Linked DNA regions of Sus scrofa: regions 2 and 3 are each linked to region 1. A link is a contact called in public Hi-C and HiChIP or PLAC-seq data. All regions are on one chromosome and are shown on one strand. The core of a region is the stretch at or near the end of the contact, and the rest is flanking DNA. Distances in the headings are between cores, read along the strand shown.

What was found. Hi-C and Micro-C count contacts between places; a contact is called where the count stands out from the background. HiChIP or PLAC-seq counts read pairs in DNA pulled down with a chosen protein or histone mark.
Region 2: a Hi-C map of epiblast stem cells shows a contact between it and region 1, with 3 times the contacts expected there. The contact joins the promoter of LOC110261350 here to the promoter of IRX5 in region 1. A contact is called at or near these places in 17 of 47 Hi-C or Micro-C datasets (adipocytes, alveolar macrophages, brain and 11 more) and 1 of 2 datasets of contacts at active chromatin or transcription factors (skeletal muscle).
Region 3: an H3K27ac HiChIP or PLAC-seq map of skeletal muscle shows a contact between it and region 1, with 4 times the contacts expected there. The contact joins the enhancer-like site here to the promoter of IRX5 in region 1. A contact is called at or near these places in 9 of 47 Hi-C or Micro-C datasets (brain, embryonic fibroblasts, fetal heart ventricle and 4 more) and 1 of 2 datasets of contacts at active chromatin or transcription factors (skeletal muscle).

The regions. Positions count from the first base shown.
Region 1 is chr6:30,513,219-30,516,970 of Sscrofa11.1, reverse strand. IRX5 (iroquois-class homeodomain protein IRX-5) reads left to right here and starts at 1,956. Exons shown (of 4, transcript XM_021094164.1): 1 at 1,956-2,610; 2 at 3,700-3,752. The coding sequence starts at 2,362. LOC102165609 (a long non-coding RNA gene) reads right to left here and starts at 1,813. Exons shown (of 9, transcript XR_002344591.1): 1 at 1-1,813.
Region 2 is chr6:31,044,826-31,048,522 of Sscrofa11.1, reverse strand. It overlaps LOC110261350, which reads left to right and starts at 2,177. Exons shown (of 6, transcript XM_021097536.1): 1 at 2,177-2,191; 2 at 2,265-2,379. The coding sequence starts at 2,177. IRX3 (iroquois-class homeodomain protein IRX-3) reads right to left here and starts at 3,601. Exons shown (of 4, transcript XM_003126981.4): 1 at 1,912-3,601; 2 at 625-1,744; 3 at 374-440. The coding sequence starts at 2,178.
Region 3 is chr6:31,488,883-31,492,354 of Sscrofa11.1, reverse strand. The region is part of intron 1 of FTO (fat mass and obesity associated); the gene reads left to right. Among named protein-coding and RNA genes, the nearest start is that of FTO, 74 kb to the left of the region's middle. Within about 2 kb of position 1,889, at least 9 of the 83 cell types and tissues checked have an H3K27ac peak or open chromatin away from gene starts, as enhancers often do. A contact at or near this core is called in brain and skeletal muscle, where this site is marked.

The sequences.
Region 1 (3,752 bases), core at 707-3,206:
AGCCCCCGGCTGGCGGCGCGCGCGGGCCGCTACCGACCGTTAGCGCGAGGGGCTGCGGTGGTGGCGGCTGCGGCGGGGGCGGCGGGCGGAGCCGGGGGCGGCGCTGGGGAGCAGAGGGGCCGCAAGAGGCGGGAGAGACAGGAGCAGGGCGGGGACGCTCCCCTGGGCACTCCCCGCACCACCCGGGAGTAGACTGAGCCTGGGAGGACACTGCCCCTTGGCTGCTTGAGAGGCAGCCAGTGGTCGGTTCTGCATAGTCCCGGCTCGGCCTCGCCTCAGTCACGGCCGGCTCGCTGCCACCTCCGCTGGGCTGTGCGGGCCACCACCGGCGCCGGCTTCCCGTCTCCATGACAATGGGGCGCCGACGCCCCGCCCCGCCCCGCCCCCTCGGCGCACCGACTCAGAAGGAAACGGGCTCACGTCGCTGAAGGGCGGAGCCAGTAGAGGCCAGCGTCCAATCAGCGGTGAAGGCAGGGAGGGCCGGAGCCGGGCGGAATGAGAGGCTGTGAGAGAACGTCCGCCTGAGGGGCGGAGCCTAGGGAAGCTGACGGGGAGGAGTCAATGCGCGTGCGTGGAGTCGAGCAGCTGGGCAAGTGAGAGTGCAGAGTGGGTTTGTGTGCCGGGGCTGGAGTTCAGGAAATAAAGTGAATCTCGCCTGTCAGAGTCATTGTAGGAAATTTGGTGTATGGTCAAACTTCGGCTTGCCTGTGACCCCATTCATTATAGAAGGCCACAAAGTCCTTGATCTGCTGGGTTTCAGCGGAGTGCCCACCACTGTGCCAGCCCCGGTCCGGGTTCACCAGCGCCTGTCTGTCCCAGAGTTCGAGTGCGTCTATGGCTTGTGGAGGCGCGGGGTGGAGAAACAGGCAAAGGGTCTCTTTTGTATTCTGTGTGGCTTCGTGGGCAAGGGCTCGGCCTGTGACTCAATTGTGTGTGTGTGTGTGTGTGTGTGTGTTTGCCTTGCCAGCGGCTCGCTGAACAGTGGTTGGGTTGGTTAGTGCTCCGCGGAGCGTTAGCAGTGGAGCGTGGGCGGGTGCGAGAGTTCCTGCGAAAGGGAAGGGGACCCGCACCGTCCACCACCACCACCACCGGCCTGGCGGGGCGAGCTGCGGCTGATGCAAAACCCCAAGAAAGAGGCAGCGAGGCATGGTGGGAGGGGGTGTTGTAGAGTCCGGAGACCTGTTCCTGTGTAGCTGCTTCTCCGCCTGACGGCTCTTGCCCACTACCTCTCTGGAGAAAGGCTACCCTCTTAGTACCAGGTCCCCAGTGTCTGACCCTCGCTGTTTGGCAGGGAATTGGTGGAAGGGAGCCCGGGCTGAAGCCGTCCAAGGCCTGTTTCTCGCCCACCTGCTGCTGCTGGCGGAGGGGGACAGTCCACCCTGGACTTCCTGCGTCCTGGACTCTGGCATTCATACGACTCTCCTAGGGGCCCTAATTACGGATCTACAACTCGCTCTCGGGTCCCCTCGCTTGGGGGAAAAGCTAGGGGAGGGTGGGTAGCAATCCGCCTTGGAGCCCAGTCTCCTGGCTAACAAGAAATCCGCTAACTCCGCGATTTACTGTGGCGTAGAGAGCAGAGCGTTCACTGGCGCGCAGTCCGCGGCGTCGTTCCCTTTGTGCTTCGGTACAGGCGGACAGGCCACCAGGGCCTGCCTTGCGTCGGAACCGCCGCTCCACCCCGACTTAGAAGGGGACGAAAGTTGGAAGAGATCCGCGCGCCTTGGTTGTGATTGTCATCCTGGGGCCGGCGCTCGAGAGTCTAAGTCAGAGAGAGAGAGGGAGAGACCGTGGAGGGGAGGGGGGCATAAGAGGAGGGGGGAAAGGAGGGCCGTGGCGGAGAGGCGGGCGCGAGGGAGGGGCGAGGGGAGAGCCAGCGAGCGGGAGAGGGAGCCGGGGAGGAAGAGGGAGAGGGCGAGGCGCGCCTGGCGGCCGGGTTGGCTGCGGCGGCCCAGAGGCTCCTGCCAGTCCTCCCACCGACTACACCCCGGGAAGGAGGAGCTTCAGGCGCGCACAAGGCGTCAGAATCCTCAATTTCCAACTTAGCATCTTGGCAGGACCTTTGCGAAGCCAAAAGCAGAGCCCCCAGTGCAAAGAGCGAGGGGGAAAAAGAGAAAGCAGCAAGGGAGGGGGGAAACCCTGCTGGGGCGAGCGAGGCGCGCAGAGGAGCGGGTTCGGCGGTCGCAGCCGGAGGCGCGCGGGAAGCCAGCGAGGAGGCTCTGCGGGCCGGAGCCCGGGAACCGGGGCCCGAGGAGCGGCGGCCCGGGGCAGCCGGAGACCAGGTGCCCGCCCGCTCGCCCTCGCAGGGCGCCGCCCGGCTCGTTGGCGGCCGCGGCGCGGAGCGCCCCATGCCCGTGTGTGGCCATGTCCTATCCGCAGGGCTACTTGTACCAGCCGTCCGCCTCGCTGGCGCTCTACTCGTGCCCGGCGTACAGCACCAGCGTCATCTCGGGGCCCCGCACGGATGAGCTCGGCCGCTCGTCGTCGGGCTCCGCGTTCTCGCCCTACGCCGGCTCCACCGCCTTCACGGCGCCCTCGCCGGGCTACAACTCGCACCTCCAGTACGGCGCCGACCCCGCGGCGGCGGCGGCCGCCGCCTTCTCTTCGTACGTGGTGAGTAAGCAGGAGTTGGGGAGGGCGAGGGCAGCTGGGGCCGCGCGGGGGGGCGGGGGCTTCGGGGACACTGGTCTCGGCTCCGCGGCGGACCGCCCCTCCAAGCCTCGCGGCCCCTGCAAACTTGGGCGATTGTCTCGCTCGGCTTCGCCCGGGCCTCGGGCTCAGGGATTGTTCAGAAAGGAGAGTCGCGTCTTGCTGGGATCGCTGAGTTGGCGGAAAGGGTTTTGGGGGAGAGGTCGCTGCAGTTAAAGAGCAACATTTGATTCAAACGTGAGCTCCAGGCCGCCCTGCACACTTTACTTCATTTTTTTTTTTTTTTTTTTAGTTTTGCCATTTGGGGAAAGTAGTTCAAAAGAAATAGATCCGAAATCTGAACAGAAGCGTGCTAAATCTGTGTAAATGTGTTTGGCCTCGCCTTTAATTAGTCCTCCAAAATGTTGCAAATCCGTAATCCTATCTTCGCAATCCGATTTAGAGGTATTAAATTTCTGAAAAGTCGGCCGAGCTGCGGTGCATCCGGGATTTTTTCGGCCGGGTGCACTTTCTGGAGAAGAACCGCGGCTTCGGCTTGGGGTAACACTTTTGGAGGGGCGGGAGTGCCGGATCAAGGCATAGCTTTTCGTTTGCCTTTCTCTGCAAGGGAGAAAAAATTCCATTACTTCCTTTGCTCACCCTTCTTCTCCTAACGCGCAGCCACTTGGGCGCCGAGCGCAGGGTCGCCGGCCGTTGCTCAGACCTCTCGCTGGGCGGAGGGCCTGGCCGCGGTGGCGGGATCTGCGCACGGGGACCGCACTGCGGGGGGGCGGACGTACTCAGGCAGACAGGGGCCTACCGTGTGCCGCCAAGGCCAGGACAGCTCCAAGCGCCCCCAAGGACTGGCCTCAGGAGTTGGCGCCCCCTCTTCCTTCTGAGGGGGAGGAGTGGTTGCCCCCAGGGTCTAAGCCCTCCAGCCCTACCCCAGGGGAAGCCAGAGTGCTGGCCTCGAAGCCCGAAGACCCCTGGGCTCAGCGAAAGTGCGTCTTGGTCGCCCAGGTGGCCCCGAGGACCACGGCCCACTCTCACTTTCTCTCTGCCCGTTCCTGGCAGGGCTCTCCTTACGACCACACTCCGGGCATGGCAGGCTCCTTGGGGTACCACCC
Region 2 (3,697 bases), core at 928-3,427, 530 kb before region 1:
TGTTGGTCTCCCGGTTTCACTAAAAGATGGGCGGGAGGCGTCAGGACGCTTGGTCCCGGGAGGAGAAGAAAGTGGGCTGCACGGGAGCCACCGCCTGCTCCAGATCCATGGGCCTGGCCTGCTGGACGGGCCGGACTCGGGGTTCCAAAGCGAGGTACCCGTTGCCGAGCCCGGGTGCCTGATTGGGACTGTGGAGACATCTCTGGGCCCGCGGGGCCGACGGTGGGTTGTGTTTCATTCCCTTTTAAAAGCTTGTCCTAGCTGCTCCCCCACCAACCCCTCCCGGGCAAAAGCCCGAGTTTCCTCTGCACTCCCCCCCGCCCCCGCCCCGCCTGCCGGTCCCAACACCCCTCCCCAGAACGGGGTCTCTTACCGCCTGGGCACGGGTTGGAAAGCTGTCTTGAGTAACTTTTTCTCCACTTCCAAGGCACTACAGCGATCTAAGGGAAGCGGGGAAGAAAAAGGAGGGCTTTTAGAGCGCTCCATTCCGCCGCCCAGGCCCGCGGGGAGGCAGACGCGGAGTGGTCGGCGCCTTGCGCCCCTGGGGACCTGTGCGACTCCTCCAGCCCTGACGCGACCTCCAGACTCGCCCCCCTCCCTCCGCATCCTGCGCTCAGCAGTCACCTGTTCCGCCCTCGGGCTCCGCCGGCCGAGCGAAGGCGGCGGCTGCGGCAGCCGGGTGGCCCGCGGCTCCGGGAAGTCCCAGCAGGTGTGGAGGGGCCGAGCCGAGTAGGGAGAGCGGGTGCGGGCGTGGGCCGGGCGGCGGGCCGGGGAACGGCCTGTTGGTCCAAGCGGGGAACTTGCCTAGCGGCGCTGAGACGAGTCTGTGAGCTGCGGCTGCGGCGGCGGCGGGAGAGAGCTGCAGGGCTGGGGGCGCGACGGCTGCCCCGGGGGGAGAACCCCCCGCGCCTGGAGGCGAGCGGCGCGGATTGTCCGGGCTTGTGGCCGTCTCGGCCAGGGACCAGATCTTGGGTTTCTGCAAGGCCGAGGCGGGCGCTGGTGCAGCAGCGCAGGGGTCCAGGCCCGCTGAGGGCGAAGGAGGAGATGGCAGAGCCGCGGCCACCGGCGGTGGCACTGGGGCCAGACTCAGGACGGGCAGTGGACGCTCCTCCAAGCCCTCGGAACTGTCATCTGAGTCGCTATTCTTGGAGTCTGAAATGGATTCCAGGCCGAGGTCGCCGTCCCTGTGCGCTGCCCCAGTCAGGGCCAGCTCAGGCCCTGCGGCCGTACCGTCTAAGTTCTCCAAATCGATCTCCTCGTCTTCATCGTCGTCCACCAGGCCCTCGCCCCCAGTGTCCTCCTCCTCCCCCCCGAGCTCCTCCTCCTCCAGCTCCAGTTCGCGTTTGCTGTCTTCTTCATCTTCCTCTTCGTCCTCCTCCTCGCGCTCGCTCCCGTAAGCGTTGCCCTCCTCGTCGGTGCGGCTGCGGGGCGCCCATGTCATCTTGTTCTCCTTCTTGAGGCGCCGGCGCGCGTTGGCGAACCAGGTGGACACCTGGGTGAGGGTCATCTTGGTGATGATGGCCAGCATGATCTTCTCGCCCTTGGTGGGGTAGGGGTTCTTGCGGTGCTCGTTCAGCCAGGCCTTGAGTGTGCTAGTGCTCTCCCGGGTCGCGTTCTTGGGACGGGACGGGTCCCCGAACTGGTACTGGCCGTATGGGTAGAAGGCGGGGTGCGGGTGCGGAAACCCGGCGGCCGCAGCCGGATGCTGCACCCCCGGACTGTCCTTCAGCTCATACTGCGTGCCCTGTACGCACAGGAGAAGGAAGGGACACGCGCCAAGGCAGCGCGGATGAGCGCTGGCAGTCGCCGCCTCCACCCTCCCGGCCCAGGCCCCGCTAATCTACTCTCGCGGGCTCACCTCCTTCGGCGCCCCAGCTCCAACCCCCTAGCCGCGGCTCCCCGGGCACTTACCAGCTGCGGGAAGATGGGCAGCTCCGCCGCGTAGGGCAGGAAGGCGCCGTAGCCTTGGGCAGCGGCGGCTGCCGCGGCCGCCGCGGCGTAGGGCGCCCCGTACACGGACGAGAGCACGTTGGACAGGGACCCCGAGGCGGCCAGCTCTGAGGTTCCGGCTCCCGGGCCGCCCCGGGCCCCGGCGCTCCCACCGCCGGCGGCGGCCCCGGGGCGCTCGGGCGGGTAGATCGGGCGGATGTACTGGTATCCGAGCTGGGGGAAGGACATGGTGGCCCGCGGGGCACGGACGGAGAGGGGGCCAGGCCCCCCGGGCCGCCCAGCTCAGCGCCGCCCGCGGGCTCGGCGCTCATCAGGGGCTGAGCCGGGCTGGGGCCGCGCTGCCTCCCGCGCTGCGCTGCACTCCGCGTTCGCCTATTGATCTGCTCGGCGGCAGCGGCGGCGGCGGCGGCGGCGGCGGCAAGGAGCCAGGTCAGGTCCGAACAGATTGGCGGAGATTCCCGGGGCTCCGGGCTCTGATTGACATTTCTACGGGCCCGCAAGCCCCTCCTCTCTGCGCCGCGCTCCCTCCTCTCGGCAGCCGGAGCTGCCTCTGCCCGCGCCTCGCTCCTCACTGCCCTCCTCTCCCTGAGCAGTGTCGCTCCGAGCTTCCTTCGCCCTCCTCTAGTTTTCACTCCCCCTCCTCGCCCTTCCTCTCCCCTCCCCTCCCTCTCAGCGCTCCTCTTTCCCCCAGGACCGCTTCCGCTCCTTCGGGCTCTTTCGCGCTCCTGGACACTACAAAACTCTTCTTTCTCCTTCTCTTTCCTTTTCTTACTATTCCCTTTTCTCCCCTTTCTCTTCTCTTCACTCCATTTCTTCTTTTGAAAATCTATTTCTCTATACTCACACTACACGCCCCGCACCCCTGTCCCTTGCCTCTGCGCCCTGAGCTAAGGCAGCCTAAAGTTGCGGACACTTTGGGCGCCTGCCGTGCGGGGTGTGCGTGTCTGTATCTGTGTCCGTGTGTCCGTCTCCGCCCTTCCCCCCTCCCTCGCCCTTCCCCAAATCTCGGGTCTGACGTTGCGCCCTCTTATTCGACTTTTCCTTGCGTCTCCTTCGCGAGTCTCCAATCGCTTGGGCGGCCTGCAGGCTAGGCCGCCCACCCCCGCGGATACTGCGCGCAGGGCGGGGCCGGGCGGGGCGGGAAGGGACTCTCAGAGTCCCTTCCCGCCCCCTCTGGCCTGCGGCGGGAGGGGGAGCGAGAGGCGCGGGGACGGGGTTAGAACAGGGTCAGCTCGCCCCTCCAGCTTCCCGCCTCTCGGTACCTTTCCGTCGGCTCCAGCGCGCGGGGCCTGGGTCGGGTCCAGACCAGGTCTCGGGCAGGCGCTGGGGTTTTACTCTGCCCGGGCCCCCTTTCCAGCTCGCACCTCTTGACTCCGGGCTACTCTCAGAGGCGTAGGGTGGGAGCTTGCCGAGTGCGCGGGCGGGGTGCGTTCTAGTCCAGTCTTCAAGGACCATCTCACTGCCCAGGGAGGCGAAGCAGCCCCCTACTCCAGAGGACCAAACCTTGAAATTAACCACGTTAACGCCGCACGGCTGTCAGGGTGCGAATCTCTCATTAGAAATGGCGGATTCCCGGCGCGGGTGTGGGCGCCGCAGGGTGGACTCCCCGGGGATCTGGGGAGCGACGTCAGGACAGTGGAGCCTACGGGCGCCCAAAGCTGGGGTGGGTGGGGTGGGGGCGGAGCAGGGAGCTGGGTGGCTGAGGCCCCAGGAACTTTTGGAGAGCGCTTGGAGAACTTTGTATATT
Region 3 (3,472 bases), core at 640-3,139, 980 kb before region 1:
TCCTTAACCCACTGAGCGAGGACAGGGATTGAACCTGCATCCTCAAGGATACTGGTCAGGTTCGCTACCGCTGAGCCACAATGGGAACCGTATCAGGGACGTTCTCAAATGAGATTAACTTTTGTCTTTTTTCTCTTTTTTACTGGACTGCATGTATGGTGACTCCTAGTGCACTTTGGTGCTACTGACTTGATTTGGGCCAAGGTACCTGCGGTTTCACCTGCCATTCTTTTAAGCCATCAGTGCAAATGTCAACAGAGTGAAAAAAGCAAATGATAGCATTATTATGAAAATAGTATTACTGATCTTGAAGATCCTTGGTGAAACCACAGCACTAGAACAATGAGGAAGACCTGAATGGTTAAAAATCCAAAGACTGGAATAAGAGTTTCATTGGTTTTAGCTTCACGGGTAATTTCCTCTTCACGCTGGAACTGCCTGAGTGAGGCCGTGGAGAGAAGGACATTTCTCTCCTATTCTGGGCTTGTCTCAACCGAGGGTCTGATTCCTGGGGCTTGAGTTATTTTTTTATCTTTTCTTTTGGTTGTGTTGTTGCAGTTATATTGAGTTTAAGAAGCACAAGGAGATTCTCTGTCAGCTTTGGGTGATTATTAGTGTGTAACAGATCAATTGGCTTTTTTTGTTGTTAGAAAAAAATGTATGATAAGTGCTGTTTTTGAGAGGATTGAGGTCACCATAGGACCGTTTGTTTGGGACATTTTTGAGGAAAGCCTTCTCTAAAAAGAACCTATTTGGTGGGTTCTTGTTGTGGCTCAGTGGATTATGAACCCAACTAGTGTCTAAGAGGACACAGGTTTGATCCCTGGCCCTGTTCAGTGGATTAAGGATCCGGCATTGCTGTGAGCTGTAGTGCAGGTCACAGGCATGACTTGGACCTGGCATTGCTGTGGCTGTTGCTGTGGCCGGCAGTTGTAGCTCCGATTTGACCCCTGGCCTGGGAACTTCTTTGTGCCTCAGGTGTGGCCCTAAGAAGAAACCTGTGAAAAATTATTTCAGTTGGTTTCATTGATGAACTTAGGAGCTTCTGATTGTTTTATTTTGGTAGCTTGTTTGCTTCTTTCTTTTTTCAATACTTGGCAGATAATCTTCCTTCTGCGTCTTGAGTCGCTATCAGGCCATCAGATCTCCCCAACAGCATCGTCCCATGGTCCCATCGAACCTGCACTTGAGACCGCAATGAACCGATCCTGTAATAGAAGAATCCCAATTTTCTAGTTTCTGCCCCCCCCCCCCCCCGCCTTTCTTTCTTGTTTTAAACGTCTTGGGTGGTTGGGGCACATTATTGAAACAATTATTACATTTACCCAAGAGTTTGTCTTTTCTATTAAAAAAAAAAAATTCCATCTAAGTGCCTCACGGTGAAGAGGAGGAGATTGTGTAACCGGAGTCTCCTCTTAACTGGTCTTTATTGTTGAAGAAGACTGGTCCCTTTGTGTTCCGGCTTGGCACACAGAAACGGGTTTAATTTAACAGTCCAGCTCCTTTAATAGATCAATTCTCCATTGTGTTTTGAACCTGGTGCCTTCCCAGTGTCTCTCTGAAGCACTGGGCTTCTTTGGAGGAACTGGGGCGGGGGGCGTCAGAGAGGCTTAGTCATGTGGGCTATGATTTATAGTTTTATCCCAAGCCTCTTATTCAGTACTGCTGGACGGGGATGGCAGGGAACATTTGCACGTGCCTGCTGCGTGCCGGATATGCCACCAGGTGTTTGGCCATCCTCGTCCAATCCTCGTGTCTCCTCTCTAACACCTCCTGACCTTTGCACTTTTCCCCACCTCTGTTACGACCACCATGCGCCAAGGCATCGTCTCTCTCTTGCCTGGACTTCTGCGCCCCCACACTGGTCTCCCTGCATCAGCTTTGCACAGCCCCCTCCTCCTCATAATCCATTCTCCACACGTCAGTTGGACTCAGACTTTAAAAATAGAAAGCAGATTGAATCACCTCTCCACTTAAAGTCTTTCAGCGACTCTGCATCGCACACACAGAGTAAAATCCTTGTGCCCTGGAGTTCCCATTGAGGCTCAGTGGGTTAAGGACCCAGCTTAGTGCCTATGAAGATGCAGGTTCGAGCCCTGCTCTTGCTCAGTGGGTTGAAGATCTGGCGTTGCCACAAGCTGTGGGGTAGGTCACCGAGGCAGCTCAGATCTGGTGTTACTGTGGCTGTGGTGTAGGCCTCAGCTTGTGGCTCCAATTCGACCCCTAGCCTGGGAACTTCCATATGCTGCAGGTGTGGCTGTAAAAAGAAAAAGGAAAAGAAAAAAAAAAATTATTGTGCTCTGGCCAGCAGGCCCTGAAGGATCTGGCTTCTGCCTGTATCTGGAAACTCATCTAATGTACTTCCCTAAACTTGTCCACTGTGCTCAGACCAGCTGGCCTTCTTTCTGTCCCTGGAAGCCACCAGCCTGATTCTTCCTCAGGGCCTTTGTACCAGCTATTCTTCCTGCTTGGAACACTCTCTTTAGATCTTTACCCTGGGAATGGCTTTTTCTTGTAATTTTAGTCCTGCCTAAAATGACACCTGCTCAGTGTAGCTTCCCCGACCAACCAAGCTATAGCAATCTCCCTCTGTTGTGTCATTCTTTTTTTTTTTTTTTTTTTTTTTTTTTTTTTGCTTTTTAGGGCCTCACCCACAACATATGGAAATTCCCAGACTAGGGGTCGAATTGGAGCTACAGTTGCTGGCCTACGCCATAGCCACAGCCACACAGGATCTGACCTGGGTCTCCAACCCACAGCTCACAGCAGTGCCGGATCCCCAACCCACTGAGTGAGGCCAGGGATCGAACCTGCATCCTCATGGATACTGATCGGATTTGTTTCCGCTGCACTGAAAAGGGAACTCTTGTATCATTCATTTTGTTTTTGTTAATTTACTTGGTGCAGTTGTAGGGTGAGGTTCTGCTGTCAGATTGTCTGGGTTTCAATCTTGGTTGGCCCTGCCACTTACTGGCTGTGTGACTTTGAGCACATTACTTAACCTTTTGGGTCTTTAGTTTTCTGCTCTATAAAATGGTTATAATGACCTTAGTTTCCTTCATTATGAGAATTAAGTCAATAGTATGAGATAATCATAATAGTTTCTGGCATATTGTATATGCTTCTGAGCCATTAGCTATATTTTATCTTATGTTACTTTACCTTATTTTGTTTTATCTTTTTATTTTCCTTTTTGTGGCCATACCTGTGGCATATTGAAGTTCCCGGGCTAGGGACTGAATTGGAGCCGTAGCTCCAGGCCTACGCCACAGCCACAGCCACACCCCATCCCTGGCCCAATGAGCGAGGCCAGGATTGAACCCACATCCTCGATGGATATCATGTCGGGTTCTTAACCTGCTGAGCCACAAGAGAAACTCCAGATATTATTTTCATGCGATTAGTGTTATTAAAATGATTTTTTTATTTTCTGATTTATCTATTGGGCCATTTGTTTCTTCTACCTAGAATA